2 separate regions of the Triticum aestivum genome follow, and region 2 is linked to region 1. A link is a contact called in public Hi-C data. All regions are on one chromosome and are shown on one strand. The core of a region is the stretch at or near the end of the contact, and the rest is flanking DNA. Distances in the headings are between cores, read along the strand shown. Region 1 holds the start of LOC123052930. Region 2 holds the start of LOC123052931 (suppressor of RPS4-RLD 1).

The links. A called contact is a pair of places that touch in the nucleus more often than the background predicts.
Region 2: a contact with region 1 is called in a Hi-C map of leaf, with 2.7 times the contacts expected there. The contact joins the promoter of LOC123052931 here to the promoter of LOC123052930 in region 1. A contact is called at or near these places in 2 of 5 Hi-C or Micro-C datasets (both in leaf).

Annotation. Positions count from the first base shown.
Region 1 is chr2D:319,803,808-319,809,460 of IWGSC CS RefSeq v2.1, reverse strand. It overlaps LOC123052930, which reads right to left and starts at 1,613. Exons shown (of 3, transcript XM_044476297.1): 1 at 1,294-1,613; 2 at 1,159-1,199; 3 at 1-66. The coding sequence starts at 1,366.
Region 2 is chr2D:320,123,002-320,128,529 of IWGSC CS RefSeq v2.1, reverse strand. LOC123052931 (suppressor of RPS4-RLD 1) reads right to left here and starts at 2,298. Exons shown (of 23, transcript XM_044476298.1): 1 at 2,083-2,298; 2 at 1,857-1,966; 3 at 590-1,173; 4 at 482-526; 5 at 295-396; 6 at 141-221. The coding sequence starts at 2,198.

The sequences.
Region 1 (5,653 bases), core at 364-2,863:
CTCAGCATGCTCCTTGCACTTTGCTTCAGAGGTGGTGCAGATGAAAGTCTGCATGCATATCTTGCACTGCATTGGGAAGGAAGCATTGATCAGATGATCAGGCAATTTAGCAAATAATGTTTCTAAGATCTCTAAACTTATAACGTATTCACTAGACCGGTATGATGTGCAAGACAAAGCCACAGAACCATTTCAGCTATCCAATATGGTGCACATCCATTGGCAGACAAGAAATTTGATGAACTCGTAGGCAACATGACTGCCAAGATTGTTTTGTCAAGACTAATTATACACTGCAATGGACAGTTTTACATTATATCAAGAGCCACATCACTTTGTTACTAATTCAAGGTCTGAGCAGTTGGGCTCCAAGAGACTAGAATTTTTCACCTGTGTCGACAGTAAGGAAATGTAGCTATTTGGCATCTCAAGCTCAGTCCATCAAGTTGGTAAGCAAACAACGGGCGCATCCACTGGGATTATACACTAACTTAACAAGAGTCTTCCAGCTACCCCTCCCCGTGGATCCTAATGATTAACTGGTACCATCCAGAACTAGTTTCAGACACAAGCATAGCCTTGCTTGGTAGCAGTCCAAAGCTGGTTCGGACATGCCACACTCTTAAAGCTGTCAGATTATATCTCTTTGAACTACCAAGTGTCTCTTACTCATCAAACAGCGCACACACTGTGAAGGTTGCAACTTTGCTTGGCAGAACTCAGGCAGACAAACAACTAGTAGTAACTTGTAATTCGCACGATATGCGATGAGAATACCCCCAGATCTATGCCCGAAGGAGCAATTTTGGTACAATTAACTTGTAATCTAGCATACTAGTATGTTGATACGCTAGCTATAGTCCTGGCAGTCAAAAGTACATGATTCCCTTCGTTTCTCTTGGCGCAATTGAGAAATAAGCTCCAAATCCTACCGATAATCGCCGCACAAAAAAGAAAAAACCATCCACCCAGAGTCCTATCGAGAAATAGGCTACCAATCTTCGTTGCAACTGACGGGGCACGCATCCCGTCCCAGTCAAAGGCGTAATTTCAACAAATTCAACAGATAACAGTCTCGTCAGCGGAAAAAAAATCCCCAATCGCTAGAGAGGGTTAGATCGATTCGATCGATTGGATAGGCGGGATTAATCGGCGCACCTGGATGTTCATGGCCTTCTTGTTGGCCTCGAGCTGGCTCCCTGCGAAGGATCAGAAGAAAAAACACCGACAGGATCAGATCAGGAAGACCAACAAGATCTGACGACCAAGAGAAGGGGGAATTAGCTCCGTTACCCTTGCCGCCCTTCAGCTTCTCGAGGTTCCTCTCCCTCGCCATCTTGGACTTCTGCGCGTTGCCGCCGCCCATGGCTGTTGATTCCTCGACGAGACGATGCTTTTTCTGCTTCGGCGGAAATTTGGTGGGGAAGGCGAGAAGCAGGAGGCGGCTGCGTTTAATAGACGTGGAGGTGGGAGGTGGAGGCGGAGGCTGACGTTGGCGTCAATCAATCGCGGGCAACTTGCGCGTGCCAGTGTCCGTGTGGACCCCCGCTGAAGGAGGGCGTATCTGGACCGTCCGTTAGCTGCTCGTTCCGAGGTCTAGAACCATCTGTGAAAGTGGTGCTATGAACCGGGTCTAGAAATAGCTGTAAGAAAACTGGGCCTATAAATAAAATTCAAAATGCTTTAACGGAATCGATAAAAATCTGACGTCGATTTTTAATCTGGAAACAAACGTCTCCTGGACGGTTGATTTCTGACAAGAACCTCGCAGCTACACCGGGACCAATATCATGGTGCCACGTCACGTGGCAGAGATGAGCGGGTTGTGCCGTCCTCGGAGCGTTGGGGGCATGGGGGGGGGGGGGGGGGGACCACATAGCCGCCCCATGGATTGCACAGGTCAACCATCACTTCAGCAAGCCAACATCGATTCCGTCACGAATTCCGACCTGTGTCGGCATCGCTGCGTCATCACTTCATATCATGCCGACGTCCACCATCCCAGCCTGCTCCGTCACGTCGGCTGACGTGAGGGCTCTAGCGTCACCTCATCGATTTGCCCCCGCCACCTCGGCTGGCTCAAGGAGTTAAGGGCTTCGGCGTCATCACTTCATCGACCTACTCTGGGGGCTCCAACGTCGCCCCGCTGACCTGCTTCGTCATGTCAGCTGGACCAAAGGTTTCGACTCGCAGCATCAACTGTGTTGTGTCGTCACTTCATCAACCTACTCTAGGGGCTCCAACGTCACCCCGCCGACCCGCTTCGTCATGTCAGCTAGACCGGAGGCTTCAATTCGCAACGTCAATCGTGTTGTGTCGTCACTTCATCGACCTACTTTGGGGGCTCCAACTTCACCCCGGCGACCTGCTTCATCATGTCAGCTGGACCGTAGGCTTCGACTCGCAGCGTCAACCGTGCTATGCCGCCACTTCGTCGAGTCGACCTCCTCACTCCGCCACATCGAGACCAACTTGGGGGCTGGGATCTCGAGCTGTCTCAAGGCCGGACAACGTCATTAACAACGAGAGCATAAAGCATCTAAGTAACTTTCATGCTTAATTTTTTTTAAGAATTTGTTTAGCTCGGTTAGGCATTATAAATGTGTTGAATAAAGATGTTTTTTCTTTGTTTGATTTGATCGTTCTAAAATTTTTACGTCTAGCTTCACCGACCTTGGGGGATGTTAAGGCCTTTACTTTAATCTGTGTCATAACGGCCTAAGTGTTTGCTTCCTCGGTCATTCTGAAGTCTTTTACTATTGCTCCTTTTTCTGTCGAGTACTTGGCCAATAGACGACGTGCCTTGTGAAAGGATCAATATGGTTGACTAGAAGGGGTGGGGGTTGAATAGGCGACTAACAATTTTAATCTCTTTTGCAAATTTTAGGCTCAACAAAATGATAGGTCGTCTAGATATTCAACTAAGTGGACAATCTATATGATAAGCGGAACGAGCAACACAAGCTAACATGAGTTAAAGACAAGGCAGAAGCTAGCAACAAGTAAAGGAATGAGATAACTACAAGTGGAGACGAAGAAGACGATGTGTTTCCAAAGTTTCCGCCTTTGGGGGAGGTACGTTCATTGGAGGGGTGTGGAGGCACAATGCTCCCAAGCGTCCCACAGAGTCACCCTATTCTCTTTATGCCCTCGCACAATGCAAGGCGCCGCAAATCTACTAGCAGCGCCCTTGAAGGTGGCAACCGGAACCTTTACAAACAAGGTTGGGGCTTTCTCCACAACTGTGGGAGTCAAATCTAGCACACCTTCGGTAGGGAGTCCCGAGCTGGTAGCCTTCGTATGATGCTAACATAGACACATAATTGACCCATGTTCGGGCTCTCTCGAAGAGACAATACCCTACATCATGCTTTGATTGTATTGGTTTGGAGGGAGTACAAGTTACACGCTGATCTACCATGAGATTGTTTGTGTATGAGAATTGTCGTCTACGACCCCCACCCCTTGGCTTATATAGACACCAGGAGTACCTAGGGTTTACACATAGGTCGGTTACATCTAGGGGTAATCACAACGAAGACAACATCTAAGTCTTGGAGTATGCGCCAAGTCTTCGGAACATTCCATCTTGGCTTTGCTTGGCCCGATGATCGGGGCCCGCTAGTTGATAATCTTGGGGGTCCTCGGCCTGACCCACCTGGTCGGGAACCAGCATGGAAAGCACCCCCTAGTCCAGGACACCATAAGTAGTCCCTAAACTGGTCTTCTAGTGGAGGACGCTCAACGGTCCTTCTGAGTTCTTCTCCATTTTCGGTTATCGATCTTGCAAGTTGGTTCTATAAGTTGTCCATGCCTTTTTCCGAAGTGATAAATTTTCACCGAGGAGGTATATTTGTGGGCATCCGAGGAGTCCTTCACAATTTCCAAAAACCCTTTTACATGAACTTTACCGTTTCCGAGGAGTTCCTCAGGCTCCAAGGACTTCCCTTGCGCATAACTGCCTTGATAGTGAAGCCTTACCGTGCCCAGATAAGGATGACGATTCAGTCCTGCCATGGTAGCTTTGACCGACATGAACCATCATCACGCTTTGCAGAGTCGTGCAGTCATTTCAGATGTCATCATAAACATGCTAGCGTGGCTCGAGGCCACTGCCATTTGGTGTGTCCCATCAATAAAGAGATCATGCCCCGGATATGTAGCGACATCATTAACAAACCCCTTGATTCCCACACGCGCTTAACGCACATCGTATGGGGAACTCGTGAAATTACTACCACGCGACTAATCTGCATTCTTACTTGCTCAGAAAAGGCCAAAGGTGCGAGAAACTTAGCTTTACACTTCCAATCTTGCTCTCGCCTTCGTCATCCTCGAGCTCCAGTGCCCAACTAGAGCCTCGAAAAAGCTTCTCGTTTCCTCTTACCTTTGCTCCTTTCAGTAGATGGTCGCTGAAGGTGGTCACACCATGGCGGCGAAGCCTTCGAAGGGCGGCCCAAAGGCCACCATGAGGAGCCAGAAAGTAGTCAGAGAAAGACAGAAGCCGCAAGCACAAGGGGCTATGGTGATCCTCCCTCATCACCAAGGAGGACATTGTCGCGCTCTAGGACACGCTGGGTACATCCCGGTGCCTGAGGTCGCCCGGGCCCGCTCTCCGCTCGTCAAAGGACCGGCAGGTCTCTCCTACGTCAGTCCCCGAGCCTCGCATCGGCAAGCGCATCATTTTTACATCCCATCTCCTCTGAGGTTTTGGATTTTCCTATCCATCCCTTCCTTCGAGGTATTCTTTACTTTTATGTTCTTCAGTTCCACAACCTCACCCCCAACTTCATTCTCCACATCATCTGCTATGTCACTTTTTGTGAGGTGTTCCTCTGCTTTGAGTCCCACTTTGGACTCTGGCTCAAGTTTTTCCATGTCAAGATGCAGACGAATGGCAACAAGCCGACGTAGTGTGGGACAACCATGATAACTAAGATTCTAGGCACCAAGTGGTTGCCAGGAAAATTTATCAAAACCGTGAAGCATTGGCAGGAGGAGTGGTTCTACATGGTCAACGTGCCATTGGGCAGCAGAGAAGGGGTCACAACCACATTTTTCGGCCACCCCACTAGAAAGGCTCCACTGTTGGAACCCCAAGAACACCAGCTGGGGGGAGGAGGTGAAGGTGACGAAGCTTCTGGAGAGGGTGGACTTCTTCATCGCGAAGGGCGTCACCTCATTTCACATGATGCACGTGGCGCTCCACCGTGAAGTTCAGCCCCTCCAAGCCCGCGCTCACCCCCTGTGAAGTTGCGTTGAGGAGAATGACGAGACCTCGGTCATTCAAAAATTTTACGGAAGGAGAACCATCTTGGGACTACAAACCCTCCTCTTTACCAGTAAGGATCAATCCTTCAGGGTCCAGGGGCCCGACGTTGGTTGCTAAGCGAAGTGTCGTCCCAACAAGGTTCGCCGCCCTGTTCTTCTCCTTATCAAGCAGTGTCATTAATTTTGTGGTGCCAGTATTGAAAGGATCGATATGCTTGACTAGAGGGGGGTGAATAGGCAACTACCAATTTTTAGCTTTTGTTATCAAATAAGGTTTAGCAACAAAAAGGTTGTCTAGATATGCAACTAGGTGAACAACCTATATGATGCTAACAATAACAACACAAGCAAGCAAGCAAAGGATACAACACAATACAAGCTT
Region 2 (5,528 bases), core at 1,049-3,548, 320 kb before region 1:
ATATAGCTTCATGTTTGTTAACGTATTGCTCTTACAATGCGACTACTACCATACAATATCAGAGTTTTCTGAAATATAATCTGTCTTTATCGACTTGACCCATATTAGTTTTGAAGTTTACACAAATATAGCAAGCTTGCCTCGACAAACTCTCCTAAAGCAGCGCGAGCTTGTCCCCGCCGCTTCCACGCCTCCCCAGCTGATGGATTTGATTGTATAGCCTGCCATTAGAGTAAGATCGTAAGGTCATTTCACACGAAAGTAAAGGGGAAGATCTGAATTTAAAAGTTCTACCTTGGTGAAGTCAGAAATAGCAGAGTCCAGTTCTCTTTGAAATGCATATGCTGTACCTCTCCCAATTAGTGCCTCTGGATAAGTTGGAGTTTCCCGCAGTATCTGCAAATGTAAGTGCAGATTGTCAGGTTCCTTTTCTGATTAGAGAGAATAAGCGAGAAAAACTGATAATAGACCAAAACAACACCTGATCAAAAATGGATATTGCTTGGTCGTACCTTCCTTCGTTTACCTGAAAAGATGTAGCTCAGTGATAATGGTCAAGATATGAATAACGCAAGTCCATCTAAAATACCTGTGCAATGCCTCGCGAAAGTCGAAAATCCAAACTTATTGATTTGGATGATTTTGAAACTTTTGTAGCAAACAGTGCTTGATCTAGTGTTATGGTTTCATCGGAACTTCTTCTCTCCTCCACATCTTCAGCCTGGCCATTTGTTTCTTTTTTAACTTTTGCTTTGTTTTTCTTATCTGTCTTTGGCTGTTTCTTGGGAGTTTGATGTGGCACTGTGGTGTCTTTTGCTGAACTGACAGAATCTTTATGGTCTTTATCGTTGTTAGGTAACAGTGCATCACTATTTGATGAAGATTTGGAATTTGCAGAGTTCTCTTCACACACAACAGTTTTTGTATCAGTTGTAGCTGCAGTGAATGACGTGTTGATAAAACGATCTTCTGAGATAACAACTTTGGTATCACATGGTGATGCATCCACAACGTCTTCACACTCAACCGTCTCATAAATTTTAACAGAAGAAACTAATTCTTCCAATTCCAGCAACTGTTTCAGGTCAATTGTGTCACGGACAGCAATCTCATGTCCTTGCTCCCAAGCAACCAAAGCTTCCTCATTTTTCCCCAATGCGCACAGTGCCTTGCCTGATTAAAAATGATAATAATGTAAAAGCTAATGGTGAAATTTGCTTCAAAACAACGGTATCCATATGTAAAAGAAATAGAGATGATATCTACGGAAGCTTCACTGGAAAAGAAAGAACTTTTTCATTCAGGTGTTCTTTTGATCATTGGTGTACCTCCGACTCGGAGGCTTCGACGGTGGCAGGGAAGAGGTACAAAGAGGGAAGGCGCGGGGATGAAAAGGAAAGTAAATTGCAGAAAGAGAAAGTAGCATATGTAACACAAGGCTCACATCACATAAATTTTGTAATTACACCATACTTGAATCAGCTGTGCATTAATGGCATCCACGCCTCTACCGTTGTTTGACAAGTGTCGGAATACACTTAGGTCCTTTTCCTATGAGCAACAGTTTATTTTCTGAGATCGTAACTAGAAGCTTCAACTTACAGCATAACAGAGACATGGGATGGATACACGCTCATAAAGCTACTACACTCTTCGGTTCATGGGGCATCATGAAATTACATAGGAAACAGTGAGTCCTAGGCATTCAGGTTGCACTAACAAAATCTGATGGGCTATCGACACCCAAAATACATCTAACAGTGGCAGTTGATCCCCAAGCATAGATCAGGCAAGGCAAATCCACGACTGTACGGGGAGGAACGAGAGGATGCATAGGGGGCAGCGAGAGTCCCTACCTTTGAGGACATAGGCCTGGAGAAGCGCGGGGTCGAGCTGCAGCGCGCGGTCACAGTCCTTGACGACGTGCTTGTGGAGCTCGAGCTGGAAGTAGCAGAAGGCCCGGTTGCTGCGAGGGGGGAGAAAGACAAATTCGGGATCGCCGAGTCATAACCCGTAACCCTAGACTGCTAGATCAGAGACCCCGTGGGGGCGGATCGGGGAGGTGAGGAAGCAGTAGTGTACCAGAGGTCGTGGATGGAGGAGGGGGAGCGGGCGACGATGGAGTCGAGGAGGCGTATGGCCTTGGACCAGTTGCGGCCGCTGCAGAGGCGCGCGAGCTCCCCGCGGTCGGAGCCCATGGCGGCGGCGATCGGTCGCCGGAGGAGGTCAGGGTGGGGGAACCAGCGGATGAGAGGTGGAGGCGAGGATTTGAGAATTGAGGGGGGCCACCTCACTTGCTCTGAGTTCTGCGCGACTTTAGCGCGTGGGCCCCTCTCTTTTTCGGATTTTCTGTTAGGGTTGTTACCGCTGAATTTTGCTTTGCTTCGGATTTTTTTATTTTAGCATACCAAGCAACACCTTCAGGAAAAAGGGACGATGGACGACCCATCAACTGGTTCGGACTGGTCCTATGGTTTTCCTCGGTACACGGAGAGGCATGGGTGAGGTGGATACCCGGCGCCCTTCAGGAAGGAACGATGGCGCCCACCGGCGTCGCCACACACCCACCACCCCGACCGATCCATCGCGCTCCACCACACTTGCCGCCCACCACCATGCGCTACCACGGTCTTGGAATCACCACCCGCCGCCTCACCATGGAGTCCGAAGCGAGGACGATGGGTCCGAGAGGGAGCCAGCCGGCGAACGGAGGGGCAGCAACGTCAGCAGCCAGCGGGAGGGGACAACCTCCACCGCCGATCCCGGCCGGTCACTGACCGGACGCTAGCAAGACGAGCAAACCAGAACCACATGGGTCCTCGGCCGAGCTTGAAATGGCTCGTGAAGCTTCCCGTCGCCCACTGGAGTGGGCGCGGCCGCCGTCTCCGCACCCCCCGCATGAGCCGCACCTCTGTCCGTCGGAGCCGTCGCGGGTGGAGCCGAGCCAGGCCCGCCCAGAACCTAGATAGGGCGTCCAAAGGGCCCAGATCTGGGCCGGGAGGACGCCCGCTGCGGCAATCGCGCTAGCCGCAGCAAGTAACCGCGCCACCGCTAGCTCCTCACCTCCCTGATTTGCCCCGCCCGAGGGATTGCGCCGTCACCGGAACCGTCGTTGCCAAGAGAGACCGCCGCCGCGCCGTGATGTGGAAGACCCTACCGCAGCCGCCGGAAGCCCGAAGCCGGCCCCATCCGCCGCCCATGTAGCCCCGCGGCCCGTGCCGCCTGGCAGCCAAATCCGGCCACGCGAGGCGCACGCCATCGCCCGCGGCCGTCCACGCAGCGCCACGCCCGCCAGGAGCCGCACACCGCCACGCCGCGGCGCCCCTGCGCAAGCACACGCCTGCACCGACCGGGAGGCCGGCACCGCCCCATCGCGCTGGAGGGAGATCGAGCCCCACCGTCGCCGGCGCCGGTCGGGCTTCGCCCGGCCGCGTCCCCTGGCGGCGGCGAGGGAGGAAGACGGGAGGCTCGCGGCGGGAGGATCTGGATGCCCTCCCCGGCTGCCTCGCGGGTGGCGGCGCGGGAGGGTAGGGTTCGCCTCGCGAGGCTATCGAGCTCACCTCATGCAATTCCAATCGCGAGTGATTACTGGTCCATGTCTACCATATACATTTAAAAAAAATATAAATCAGACGTCAGATTTGTGTCAATTTCAAGCAAACCTTGTGCCTCACGTCTGATCTACAAGCACGAATCACAATGCAGGGTTGTTGCCATGCCATCTGACTGGAAAGTCGCTCAACAAGCATCTTCATTTCTGTCTCCACTGGGGAGAGAGACGAGAGTAGCCACCCAATGCCCGAGACGCTTATCCATTTCTCGCGTCGATTCTAACGCACCGGCCATTTCTCGCCCCGCACGAACGCGGGCTGCTCTTCACTTCCGCCTCCATCTCCGACGCCGCTGAGGGCGGCGATGGGAAGAGGGGCACAACATTTGGTGCACAGCATAAGTGCGAGGAGTGGCGGCGGCCCATGCGGTATGGTGAGGGCTAGCGGCGGACGATGGTTGTGGTGGCGTGCCAGGTGTCGGAGATTGGCCCGTGGGCTGCTATTCCCCTCCGCCTCCATATCCGGCACTGAATCGTCATGTAGTGGTTTGGTGCGACGGGATCTACGCGAGGTGCGAACGGTGGCGTAGATGAGGGCGGCAATGGAAACAGGGGCAGTAGTATACGACGCACGGCATTAGCATGGCGAGTTGTGGTGGCACGTGATGCGGTGGGGGCTAGTGGGTTGTGGCGGTGCGGCGGGTGTCGAAGCTCGCAGCGGTGCGCGGGGTAAGGTACAGCGTCAGCTCGCGACAACCGGTGGTAGCACGCGCATCTGCACCCATTCAATCCATGAGACTAGTCGCCAACCTCTGATGTACCAATTTCAATCCAAATCCTTTTGGGTCGATTGCTTATTGTTGTCACGCATTTAGGTGTTGCTAAAATCCTCCAATGTCCTTTTGATTCGTTTAACACCATGTATTGTCTATCTTGTTGTATGGAATTTCATAATAGATTGCTATGTTAGTATGTTTGTTCTCTAAAGAAGAAATAAATTAGGAATGATTGTCATGTGTGAAGTCAAAGGCAATAAGTTTCAATCAAGAATAGTCTCATCAAAAGCAATACTGAGCCTACCCCCCTTCAAATCCATGACTAAGTAGTAAGTACTCAATTTTTGTTGTTCTCTTTTTTCGCACATTCGTATATATGTTGCACATATTGAACAGAGTAAATTTGGTTCGACTTTATTATTGTTCATATGTGTTCCATGTACGAGAGAACAAGTTTTACTAAATTTGTCATGCGATCATTATACTTTCTTTTGCAAATTTGCCATGGACGAGAGAACAACTTTTACTAAATTTGCCATGCGACCATTATACTTCTTTATGCAAATTTGCCATGCATGAGAGAAAAATATTCCTATAATTTGCCATGTGGCTGTTACAATTAGCTCTCATAGTTGCCATGTTTTTAGCAAATAATTTTTCTAACTTTGCCATGGGACAAGATTAAAAACTTTTTCAAATTTTGCTATAATGTAAGTCAACAAACAAATTCCATGGCAAATGAAAAATCTTTTTGCGCCTGCACCCGACCGGGAGGCCCGCACCGCCCCATCGCGCTGGTGGGAGATTGAGCCCCACCGTCGCCGGCGTCGGTCGGGCTTCGCCCGGCCGCGTTCCCTGGCGGCGGCGAGGGAGGAGGAGGGGAGGCTCGCGGCGGGGGGATCTGGATGCCCTCCCCGGCTGCCTCGCGGGTGGCGGCGCGGGAGGGTAGGGTTCGCCTCGCGAGGCTATCGAGCTCACCTCGTGCAATTCCAATCGCGAGTGATTACTGGTCCATGTCTACCATATACGTAGGTTGACTCCTGCATTTTTTTAAAGAAAATACTATAAATCAGACGTCAGATTTGTGTCAATTTCAAGCGAACCTTGTGCCTCACGTCTGATCTACAAGCACGAATCACAATGCAGGGTTGTTGCCGCGCCATCTGACTGGAAAGTCGCTCAACAAGCATCTTCATTTTTGT